Regions from separate parts of the Gossypium hirsutum genome. Here regions 2 and 3 are each linked to region 1. Evidence: chromatin contacts called from public Hi-C data. All regions are on one chromosome and are shown on one strand. Each heading gives the region's core, a stretch centred on a gene start, on an enhancer-like site or on the middle of the called end of the contact. The rest is flanking DNA. Distances are from core to core; before and after follow the strand shown.

What was found. Hi-C and Micro-C count contacts between places; a contact is called where the count stands out from the background.
Region 2: a contact with region 1 is called in a Hi-C map of leaf, with 4 times the contacts expected there. The contact joins the promoter of LOC107912783 here to the enhancer-like site in region 1. A contact is called at or near these places in 10 of 34 Hi-C or Micro-C datasets (callus and leaf).
Region 3: a Hi-C map of leaf shows a contact between it and region 1, with 2.2 times the contacts expected there. The contact joins two enhancer-like sites. A contact is called at or near these places in 2 of 34 Hi-C or Micro-C datasets (callus and leaf).

What each region holds. Positions count from the first base shown.
Region 1 is chrA09:65,151,063-65,154,565 of Gossypium_hirsutum_v2.1, forward strand. It overlaps LOC107912789 (a long non-coding RNA gene), which reads right to left. Exons shown (of 6, transcript XR_001688289.2): 2 at 3,010-3,503; 3 at 1,148-2,761; 4 at 137-195. Among protein-coding and RNA genes, the nearest start is that of LOC107912789, 3.1 kb to the right of the region's middle. Within about 2 kb of position 1,654, at least 7 of the 9 cell types and tissues checked have an H3K27ac peak or open chromatin away from gene starts, as enhancers often do. A contact at or near this core is called in leaf, where this site is marked.
Region 2 is chrA09:64,676,431-64,679,933 of Gossypium_hirsutum_v2.1, forward strand. It overlaps LOC107912783, which reads right to left and starts at 1,801. Exons shown (of 2, transcript XM_016841108.2): 1 at 1,183-1,801; 2 at 453-903. The coding sequence starts at 1,340. The coding sequence ends at 561.
Region 3 is chrA09:64,714,062-64,717,564 of Gossypium_hirsutum_v2.1, forward strand. No RefSeq gene overlaps it. Among protein-coding and RNA genes, the nearest start is that of LOC107912784, 3.0 kb to the left of the region's middle. Within about 2 kb of position 1,965, at least 1 of the 9 cell types and tissues checked has an H3K27ac peak or open chromatin away from gene starts, as enhancers often do. A contact at or near this core is called in leaf, where this site is marked.

The sequences.
Region 1 (3,503 bases), core at 404-2,903:
CTCAAGCACAAGTTTTAAAATTTTGGGTATTTGAAGTTGAAAATCTTAGCAAATACTTAAATGCAAATTCTGGGTTTTATTTAATTAAAATGAAAATGACTAGATATAAATAATTAGAGTAAGTTAAGAAGCTTACCAGTACTTTTTATAGTCTTCTCATCTATATCACAATGAAAGTGATTCCAGCTATTTCACCTGCAAAAAATGATAAAATTAATCACCTTTTTATTTTTTTATAAAATAAAAAGTGAAAGAATTGATACCCCATTGGAGGGGTACGAACAACCCCATTGGCAATGAACATACCCATGAATTCTATGCTTGCTATGTCACACTATGAAGATGATAACAAAGATGATAACTTGAGATTGAAAGTTTTAGAAATGGAGAAGATACTTGAGGAAACTACGTAAGAACTGACACAGAAGAAGGCTGAATGGCAAACCTAATCAAGGAAAATGAGGAGATAATAAATCGTTGCAGATCAATGGCTGAAGATAAAGATGGACTGCAGAAGGAAATTCTGGAGGCAAAGAGAACTGTATATAGTCACTGGTCAAAACTACAATAATCAGCTAATAAACGAAGAAATGTATATAGTGCACTTGTCAAAACTACGGGCTTTTCTTGTAACAAACAAACCCATTTACTTAAATAAAGACTCACTAACTCAAAACATAACCAAAGATTCCTATCACTAAAATCACCACCAACAATTTGCCTCATTAAATACACTAACAAACTATCAATTCCTGTAGCAGAAACATCAATCATTTCTTTAGTAACCCAAATTAATTGTTCCTTTACCGAATCAACAAGCTTTCCATACAATTCATTAACAATTCCAACAAGTAAACTTAAAAACAGCTTATACCTATCAATGAAAATAGCATATAAGTGGTTAATATGAATTTTGGCGAAATAGGGTTCGATTAAAACACCATAGAGAATAGCTTGGTTAAATAGAGTGTATTCTTGGGGATCTGAGATAGTTAACGAAAGGGGGGGTTTTAATTTCGATAGAAGAAGGTCAAAAGCTTGCCTTAGAAAGAGTTATAGCTGATTGTGAGCTTCATAGGATAAGACTTTAATCAGTTGCAAAACCATTAAGAGTAGTTTTCATTAAGACAAAGCAAAAACTTAATACCTTGTCAGCGAACTGCTTCACTCGATTCAGCACCGATTTAACATCTGGGTGTTGGATCGTTAGCCATTTCCTCTCACACCGAAGTCAGATTTTCTCGAGAAAACTGAGGAATCTGGATTTCAAGCTTCATTTTTGTTGAGAGAAATTGAAACCGTTGACCTTGATTTCAACCGGAGCTTGAGGATGAATTTGTGGAGCCTAAGAGGAGTGAGAATCGATGAAATTCGCCGGTAGGTAAAATTTTGATGGCTTTTAATTTGAAATTGAATCTGGGTTCAGGCTTAGATAGGGTTGGTAAGGATGCTTCAGACGTGAAAAAGAGGGAGAAGGTTGAAGGAAATGGGAATCAGACGTGAAAAAAAAAAGAGAAGAAAATGCTCAGTTGTGAGAAAGAAATTAGAAGGGTAAAGTTGAAAAATTTTCACACTGAATTGGTATTCCGTAGGGGGGTGCTGAATTGTAAATGGCAGTTTTGCCTTGAATAAGGCTGTATGGAATAGGGTTGTAATAGCCCATTACAACCAACCAAACAATGGAGCAGGGATGAGACCACTGAATTCAGCTGTAATGGCTTAGCATTACAGCCAACCAAATATATTGTAAGAGTGTTCATACACCAATGATCAGTTCGTCTATGTTGTCTAAAGATGAGGGTGACCGTCTTGTTGATCCTACAGAGTATTGAAATCTTGCTGGTGCGTTTCAATATGTGCTATTAACTCAGCCTGGTGTTGCTTATGCTGTGAATCGTGTATGCAAGTGTATACATGCGCCTACTTCAGTTTATTTGATTGCTTTAAAAAGGATTTTACGGTATTTACGTGGGACTATTGATCATGGCCTGGTTTATCCTCCATTCGACAGACTATCTCTCGTCAGTTATGCTGATGTAAACTGGAGGTTGAATTTTGATGATCGCTGGTCTACAACAGGATATTGTGTATTTTGGCAATACGCCCATCTCGCGGTGTTCGAAAAAGCAACAAGTTGTTTCTTAATCAACAACAAAAACCAAATATTGAAGTCTTGATGCCACCATCAGTGATATTACATGGTTAGTCTCTCTGTCAACATAGTTACAAATTCACTCTGCTGACTCCCCTATTATTTGGTGTGACAATTCTAGTGTAGTAGAGGTTGCTGCAAATCCGATCTTACATTCCAAGTTTAAACATGTTGAACTTGACCTATTCTTTGTCCGTGAAAATGTAGCTAACAGTTCACTCATTTTGGTGAGGTTCTAGCTTGTGACCAAGTTGCTGACATTTTTACAAAACCATTGTCTATCTCTTTGTTTATTGGATTTCATAATTTACTTCGGGTCTTACCTATTGAGAAGCTGGGTGAATGTTAGAGTATGTGAATTGTAGAAGCCCATTTTTGCCCGGCCCATCATAAACCAAAAAACCATAGAAATAAGTTTAACAGTCTATTTACACAAAAAAGTCTAAATAACCCATGTTACATTCAACCCAAAAGGCCTAAAATTAACCTAAACCTTAATGGCCTTATAGGCCCAACACGTACTTCTATAGCTCGCTCGACGCTCTAGGGTTGGCTCTGCCCACTCCTTGCACGAAATGGAAGCCCTTGCTCATTGACCTTCCCCCTAACCTGCAAACAAACCAAAAGAAAAACAGAAACAGCAACACGCAAAGGCAGACATCAATAGAAACAAACAAAAAAGAACTAACAGTTGTATTAATCGGCTATAAAGCCACATGAAATTTTTTATTTTTGGGGGATTCTAATACAGAGAAATCAAATACAACAACAAAAGAATTTTGAAACAGATTCAAGAATCGAAAATGTGCCCTTTTTATTTTATTATTCGAAATAAAATAAATAAATAATAAACTTACCGTCGTTTTGCTTTCTCGTCGCTGTCAGAGGCTATCGCCGACTCTTAAAACCTCGTAACCCGTTGGGTTTCCGATGAGGGTCCGAAAGGGGAAACAGTGAGGCCGAAAACCCTTGTTTTTATTTTTCTCTTTCCATTTTCATTGTTTTTTGGTTAAAAAACACCCAAATCGGGTTTGAAAAGGGGAAAAGAGGTCTAAAGGGCCAATTTTGGTGCACCTTTGGCCACCGTCCACGGCAGGGCCATGATGGTGCAGCGACTGACCACCAGTGGCCTTCTTGGCTAATTTCTAGGTTTAGCCCAGAGAGAGAAAGGAGAATAGAGAGTTTTTTTTTTAAAGCTGAAAGAATTATTTTTTTGTTGAATTTTTTTTATTTATAAAGGGACCATACAACGTCGTTTTGGGCCCTAGTTTCAGGCGCCAAAACGGAGTCATTTTAGCATCTATCCGTGCGTGACCCCACCCGCTCCGGGGGGTCCGCGCGTTTTTGACCA
Region 2 (3,503 bases), core at 551-3,050, 470 kb before region 1:
ATATATTATAACATTTTTACAACATTGGAATTATTTTTTACAATAATTATTTTTGCTATAATTTTAGAAACTTTTTAGGATTTAAATGATATAATTTATTGCTAGAATTTTATAAAATACACATTATTTTTATAATATAAATTTTTAGGATTTATAATATAAGAATTTTTAAAATTAGATTTGGTTGTAATTACATTCATAATTACTCCAATTCTTACCCTGTCACTTAAGAATTGAAAAGTATAATTAGATACGCCTAATTTAGTGAGATACACCGGTCACAATGGTTAACAAAACATACCACTATTATGTAATTACAAGTAATTACAAACAGATCCAATTATTAAGTGACTTTTTAAATACTATCTAAATACATTATGAACACTACCTTAAATAAAGCTATAGGAAAACTCTATAAAAATAAAAGCTAAAATAATAGTCAAAGCCATTTCCAGAAATAGCCATCATATTTCCTTCTCTCAAGCTCTATAAAATTACTAAATAAACAAATTAAAAAAAAACTATCATCTTTGTAGTCAACCAATTTTGCCCGGGCCCTTTTAAAGTATTAAAATAAGCCAAACAAATAAGTCCAAGTAAATTGAACACACACAAATAAAGAATCCAAATTCAGAAATCCAATGTCCGGTTACAAATATTAGGGCCAAAAATAACTTAAACCCAAAATCCTTTAATATAGACTTAACCCAATCCTTAGTTCGAACAGCCCAAACCCGAGGCCTAATACACCCAAAACGAAACACAGCAGTCGAGAGCACCAGAAGCTTCTGGAATGCCAGAGAGTTGGGCTCCCATGAGAGGCTCCTCGCATGGCCTCCTTTGCGCGTCTCCTTTCTCCTCCGTACGGCCATCCCTGCGTTAGAATACACGAGAAGAGGCCAGCTAACAAAATACAACAAATGACAGCAATAAAAATGTATTTTTATTTATTATTTATTTTACTCTGTAAATTTGGCTATAAAACCAATGATTGTACCTGCAAAAGGGATTACGAATATACTACGCACACCAGATATAAAAAAATAGAGCATTTCACAAGCATTTTTTTAGAGGTGATTTTCTGTTTAATAGTTGCTTTTAAATTTCGGCTAAATGACTTCATTTTTATCTTTCATTATTGTATTAAAAAAATAATAGAAAGAAAGAGAGAAGAAATCTCACCTTATGGATCGGCCATTGATCTCTCTTTGCTTCGTCAGACTTGAAGTGGAAAAAGAGGTCTTAAGGCCGAAAATTATCATCAAAAGGCCACATTTGTCGGTTGTTGTTTTTAAGGGAAGATCGGCGTTGGTGTTAAAAGGGGAATCAAACGGCGCCATCCATCAATTGTAATGTTAAAAGCGGCAGCCGAATATGAGCAAACACTTAGGGTTTTTTCCCCCCTTTTCAATCTGCTCTGCTGAAATAAGCTCTTAGAAGCTGTTTTTTTTTCTTTTTTGCTTTTAATTGGCACCGTGAGACGACGACGTTTAAGCATGGATTTGTAGCCTTGAAATGACGCCGTTTAAGCTTGCCCGACCCGATCCGATTCCGTTACCCCTGGGATCCGCGTATTTTCGTGGAGAGGGATAATTCGCAATTGATCCTTCTTTTTTCGCGCTACTATTCAATTGCAAGCTATTTGCTTATTTCTTTTTTAATTTGGCTTGGTAATTTGAGTGCATTTGCAATTGGATCCATGCTTCAGCTGAATGTTTTTGGAGATCTGGAATATTTCCAGCTTTAACCCATATACGTTTGCACGCATTGCATGGGGGTCCTTATTTTTATAGTAGTAGTTTGTTTTATTTATAAATTATCCCTTTATTTTATAATTTTATTTCAATTGGTTTTTTTATTATTTTTTTAAATTCGTTTCACATTCAATTTTCCTTTTAGGTTCTTTTTTTTTTATATTTGGAGCTCCTTTGATGATTGTGTTTTGTTTTAAAGTCAGTACTATAAATTTATTTTATCATATCATTTTTACACTGTGTATAATATTTTATATGAATGTTTTTATGCATTATTATATATATAATTATTCCATGTATATTATTAATCTTATATTATTTTATACACATAATTTATTTTAAATTTATTCCTATATCTTATTATATATCTATGTTGTTTAAAGGAAAATCCTACATATTTTGTGTTTTTTTTCCTTAATTACTATTATACGTAACCCATATTAAATTATTTTACTATAGTCTACATTATTGATTTCATATTAATATTTCTTGTATGTATATTTTTTTTCTCTTTAAAATTATGCATGCGTATAATGCGTTTCTTTTAAGAACTATAATTTTAAGTCATACCATTTATTTATTGTATACACTCTCATATTTTATTATCCTTATATATGTATTATTTATATGTGCCATCAATTCAAACCAATTTGTTACATGTAAAATTATGTTATATATTATTTGTTTTAAAATTCCCTTTATAATATAGTTTTATAAATATACACCACTAAATTTATGTATTTTTGTAAATATAATTTTTTATCTTTTTGTGTATATGATTACATTTTCTAAAATTTGTTACATGTATAATTTATATATTTGCTTAATTTTTTTTCATACATTATTAATTTGATGCTATTTTTTTTACAAATAATTATTTCTAAATTTATTTATATTCATGTTCTATGAATTTATTATGTACATTATATTTTATCATGTGTTTTATTTTTATTTTATATTTTATATGTTATTTAAGCTATCATGCATGTTGTCAATTTTTCAAATGGATTTGTGCTTAAAATATTATGCATATTATTCAATTCAAAGGCTTTATTTTACAATATTTATTTCAAATGATAATATATCCCTAGTTTTTATACAAATTTGTCAACTTATATTATGTGTCCATTAATTCATCATTATTTTGAAAATGTCCTATACTATATTGACTTCTAATTCCATTTTATTTTGTACATATTTTGTGGATCGTTTTATATGTTGTCATGTTAGTTATTGTTGTATGTTATTTTTGTATTGATTGTTCACCATCCATGATTAAGAATTTGGTTACATTTTACTTAGAATAGTTGTACATAATTGTTGGATTTATTAATTGTGACTTGTTGTATCATATTAGTTCATGTTCATTAATCCTTTCCTAGGCAAATGTTTCGATACAATGCATTAAGTATTCCATCTATTTTAAAACAACTAAACGTGTTTTGAGCGAATTTCCAATTTTCTTTATTATTAAAAAATTCTGAAATAAGGCAATATCCAATATTTGGGAATTCGGGAAATCGTGCTCAATCGTGCTGGGTATGATTTTTTTGGTGAACTAAATATTTGGATAACCTTTATAATTTTAGTGTACGAGTTTTCAAAAGTCAAAAATCAATCGTATTTTTAAAGGTATAAAGGATCGTATCCAATCGTGCTGGGTATGATGATGCATATCTTTGAAACGAGAGAATTTTGGCCGCTAATTTGAACTATTCAAACATTTTAAAAAAGAATCATACTTTGAAA
Region 3 (3,503 bases), core at 715-3,214, 440 kb before region 1:
TTTTAACGATGTTAACTTAAATAGGCTGAAACGATCGACTGAAGTAAAATTTAGTATCATATAAATAGAAATTTAAGTATCAATATAAAAAATATATATATAGTTTAGAGGTTAATTGTGAATAAATTTTTTGTTTTATTTAAATAAATATTTTAGTCATCTCTACTAAAATTATCACAAACCCAAGAAAAAATAATTAAATAATAATTTCATACTGAAAAAAAAAACTAATATATCATGTTTGAAAATTTAGCCTCATACCACTACTCATAATAGTATCGTTGTTTGAACTGGATTTTATTAATTAGTTGGACTAATTAGATCCAAAATTGATACAGATCGATTAAATAAAATAAAATTTTTTTGAACTAAATTGTTTAAATATTTTTATGAACCTTTATTGATATATTTAATCAAACCAGTAAAATTGATTGAATCAATTAGATTGATTAGACCGAAAAACAGATGACCTGACTAACATACTTTCCACATTATTTTAATCTACAAATAATTATTTTTATTTTTAATTTACTAATCACAAGAGTTTTCCCTATAACTAGTATGTGTTTAGAAGATTTACTAATTAAATACTAATATGTGTTTAGAAGATTAACATTGATTAGGTCAGATGGTAAGAAGTTGAATATACTTTAGGGTTCGTTTGTTTGCATGTAAAATGTTTTCGGTAAAATATTTTCATTGTTTTATGGTGTTTGTTTGGTGGAAAATAAATTACCAAAAGAAATCATTCTTCAAAAAGGGTAAAATCAATGTTTTACCAAAATTTTTTCTATAAGACTTTTTTTAAATTGATAAGGCTCTAATTACTGTTTAAGAAACAAAAAGGGAAAGCTTTTAAAGCAACAAATGGAAAGCTCTCTTCACTATTCATGAAAACAATCTCTTATATTCTAATTTTATATATTTTTTACAATTTAATCTCTAAAATCTAAACTTTTACGATTCTACAATTTAATTCCTCACAAAGAAAAAATATTTTCTTATCCTACAATTCAGTCCTAAACCTCATTTTTTACATTTTTGCAAAACAATCCGTTTTCTAAAATTTTCAAAATTTATAATTTAGTCCTTACAACTAAAAGTGTCAAAATTTCAAAAAATTAGTCATTGATTTTTTATCAGTTAAACTTTCATATTCTATTTATCAAAATTGTAACTTCTTAAATAATGTAAATTAGTCCTAAAACTCAAGTTTTGAAATCTTTACAATTTAACCCCTATAGTTTCAAACTTTACTATTTTATGCTCAACTTTCTAAATTTTCATATTTCATAATCATATAATTTAGTTACTACATCAATATTTTAAGTTTAACTATTCAAACAATTAGAATTCAAAAATTTACAAATTTTACAATTTGGTCCTTACTTCAATTTTTATCAAATTAAATCATATTTCAATCATATTTCAACTTACTCATCCAAATAATATTCAAAATAAATATTTACCACTTTCAACTTAATTAAACAGATATAAATTTATATTCCCTAATGTACGAAATTAATAATTAAGCTTAATTAAGTAAAATAAGATTAATTAAAACTAAAACATGATTAATTAAAATATAAATAAATTTTGTGAAATAAACTCAATTAAACAATGAAAAAAAATAAAATCTCAAATTTATGTTTGTTTCATTAAAAGTAGCTTTTATGAAATATTTTTAATAAATCTGCTAAACAATAAAAAATATTTTACACAAATTCATTTAAATGCCAGAAAATATTAATTTTTATAAAAAAATAAATAATTTTCTAGAATCCATTAAAAATGAAACAAACGAAAGGTTAATTAAAATCTCAAATTTAATTTTTATAAAAAGATGCTAAAAGAACTTTATATTAATTTAAAGGTTTAACCTGAAAAAAAAAACATATTGATAGGGAAACCCCATATATGTAGTACTAGGTGACCAAATTCAATGGTCTAATTTAATTAGCCTGGCAGCTGAAGTGGGTCCTAAATACTAACACAGGCCACTTGGCCGACCGGAGCCGCCAGTGGGTCTCCCTAATTGAACAAAAGAAAGTGAAACCTTAATGAAAAATGTTAATTCAGTTTAGTTTTAATATTTAATTTAATACTTAATTTTTTTAATTTGATATTTAAGTTTGATTTTAATGTTTATTTTAGTATTAGAATTTTTTTCTAATTTGAAACTTAATTTTTTTGTTCTAATTAAGTACGTAAATGTAATTGTTTTTTTATCTCAATTAACTACCTATAATTTTTCACTAGAACATACATATTAAATATTCATTGAACTACATAATTCTGTTTGATTTAAGTACCAACTTAAATATTAAAATTAAACTCAAATATTTAATTGGGACAAAAAAAATTTAAATACCAAAAAAAATATTAAAATTAAATTATAGCAAATAATAAATTAACAGGCGAAATAGAAACGAAAGAAGGGCCCTCTTTTTGTCTTTTACGAATGCACAGGATCATCAACTTGTTTCAAACTATACTGTAGTTTTAGAAACCAAAGTTGGGTCTTCTCCTCTTGAGGTAAAGCATGATCTTTTACTTCGTAAATCTATCACTCTCTTTTAACTGTTACAGTTAAATAAAAATAGAAAGCTGTATTTGTTCTTTGTTGAGAAAGGGTAAAAGAAACTAGTGGTGAGAAAATGGGGAGGTGAATTGTAAATTATAAGGGAGATGTTTTTCCAAAAACAAAGGGATCCCACCGCCTTTATTATTTGTATTTGAATGGCTAGCTGCTGCTGATCAATGCTTCTATCCATTTTCTATTCAACAATCCTGTTCATGGGATGAGGACCAAATAAATGGGATCCTAGGAAGTTTGAGTAAAATAAAAGCAAAAAGAGTTTCATAATTATATTTTATTTATTTCAATTACAAAACATTTTTAAAAATGAAAAACAAATTCCAATGGCGTTTTTGTTATTGCAATATTATGGAACATAGTATTTTATAATAAAAAAATTTGGAAAAACAATTTGTTAACATTAATGAGGATTAAATTAGAAGTGTTACTAAATTTAACATACAAAACTATAAATTATAAATTTAACATAACAAATTTGAAAGTCGGGCTAATTGAGTCTTAGCTCAATTGGTATGAGTATTGTTATTTTTATGAGAATACGTGAATTCAATTGTATTAAAGCATATTATCCTTTTATTTATGAGTCAGAAAGGAGCTATAAATAACTTTAAATATTATTTAAAAAAAAGATATAATCATAACTTATAATATTTTTTTATAAGTGTTATGTCGGATTACATTTTATTATCTTATTGGTAAAAGATTACGCTTGACCTTTTGCCTTTACTTTAAGCTTTAACCAATCATTTGAAGAATTAGGTTTTCCATCAGATTCTCGAGAAAAGAGAGTTCAATTTGGAGATATTTGAAGTCAAACAAGGAATTATTTACTTTGGAGATTTACAAAGGAAAAAGAAAAAAGAAAAAGAAAAACTAGGCTTCAATAATTGAAAGAAATTTACGA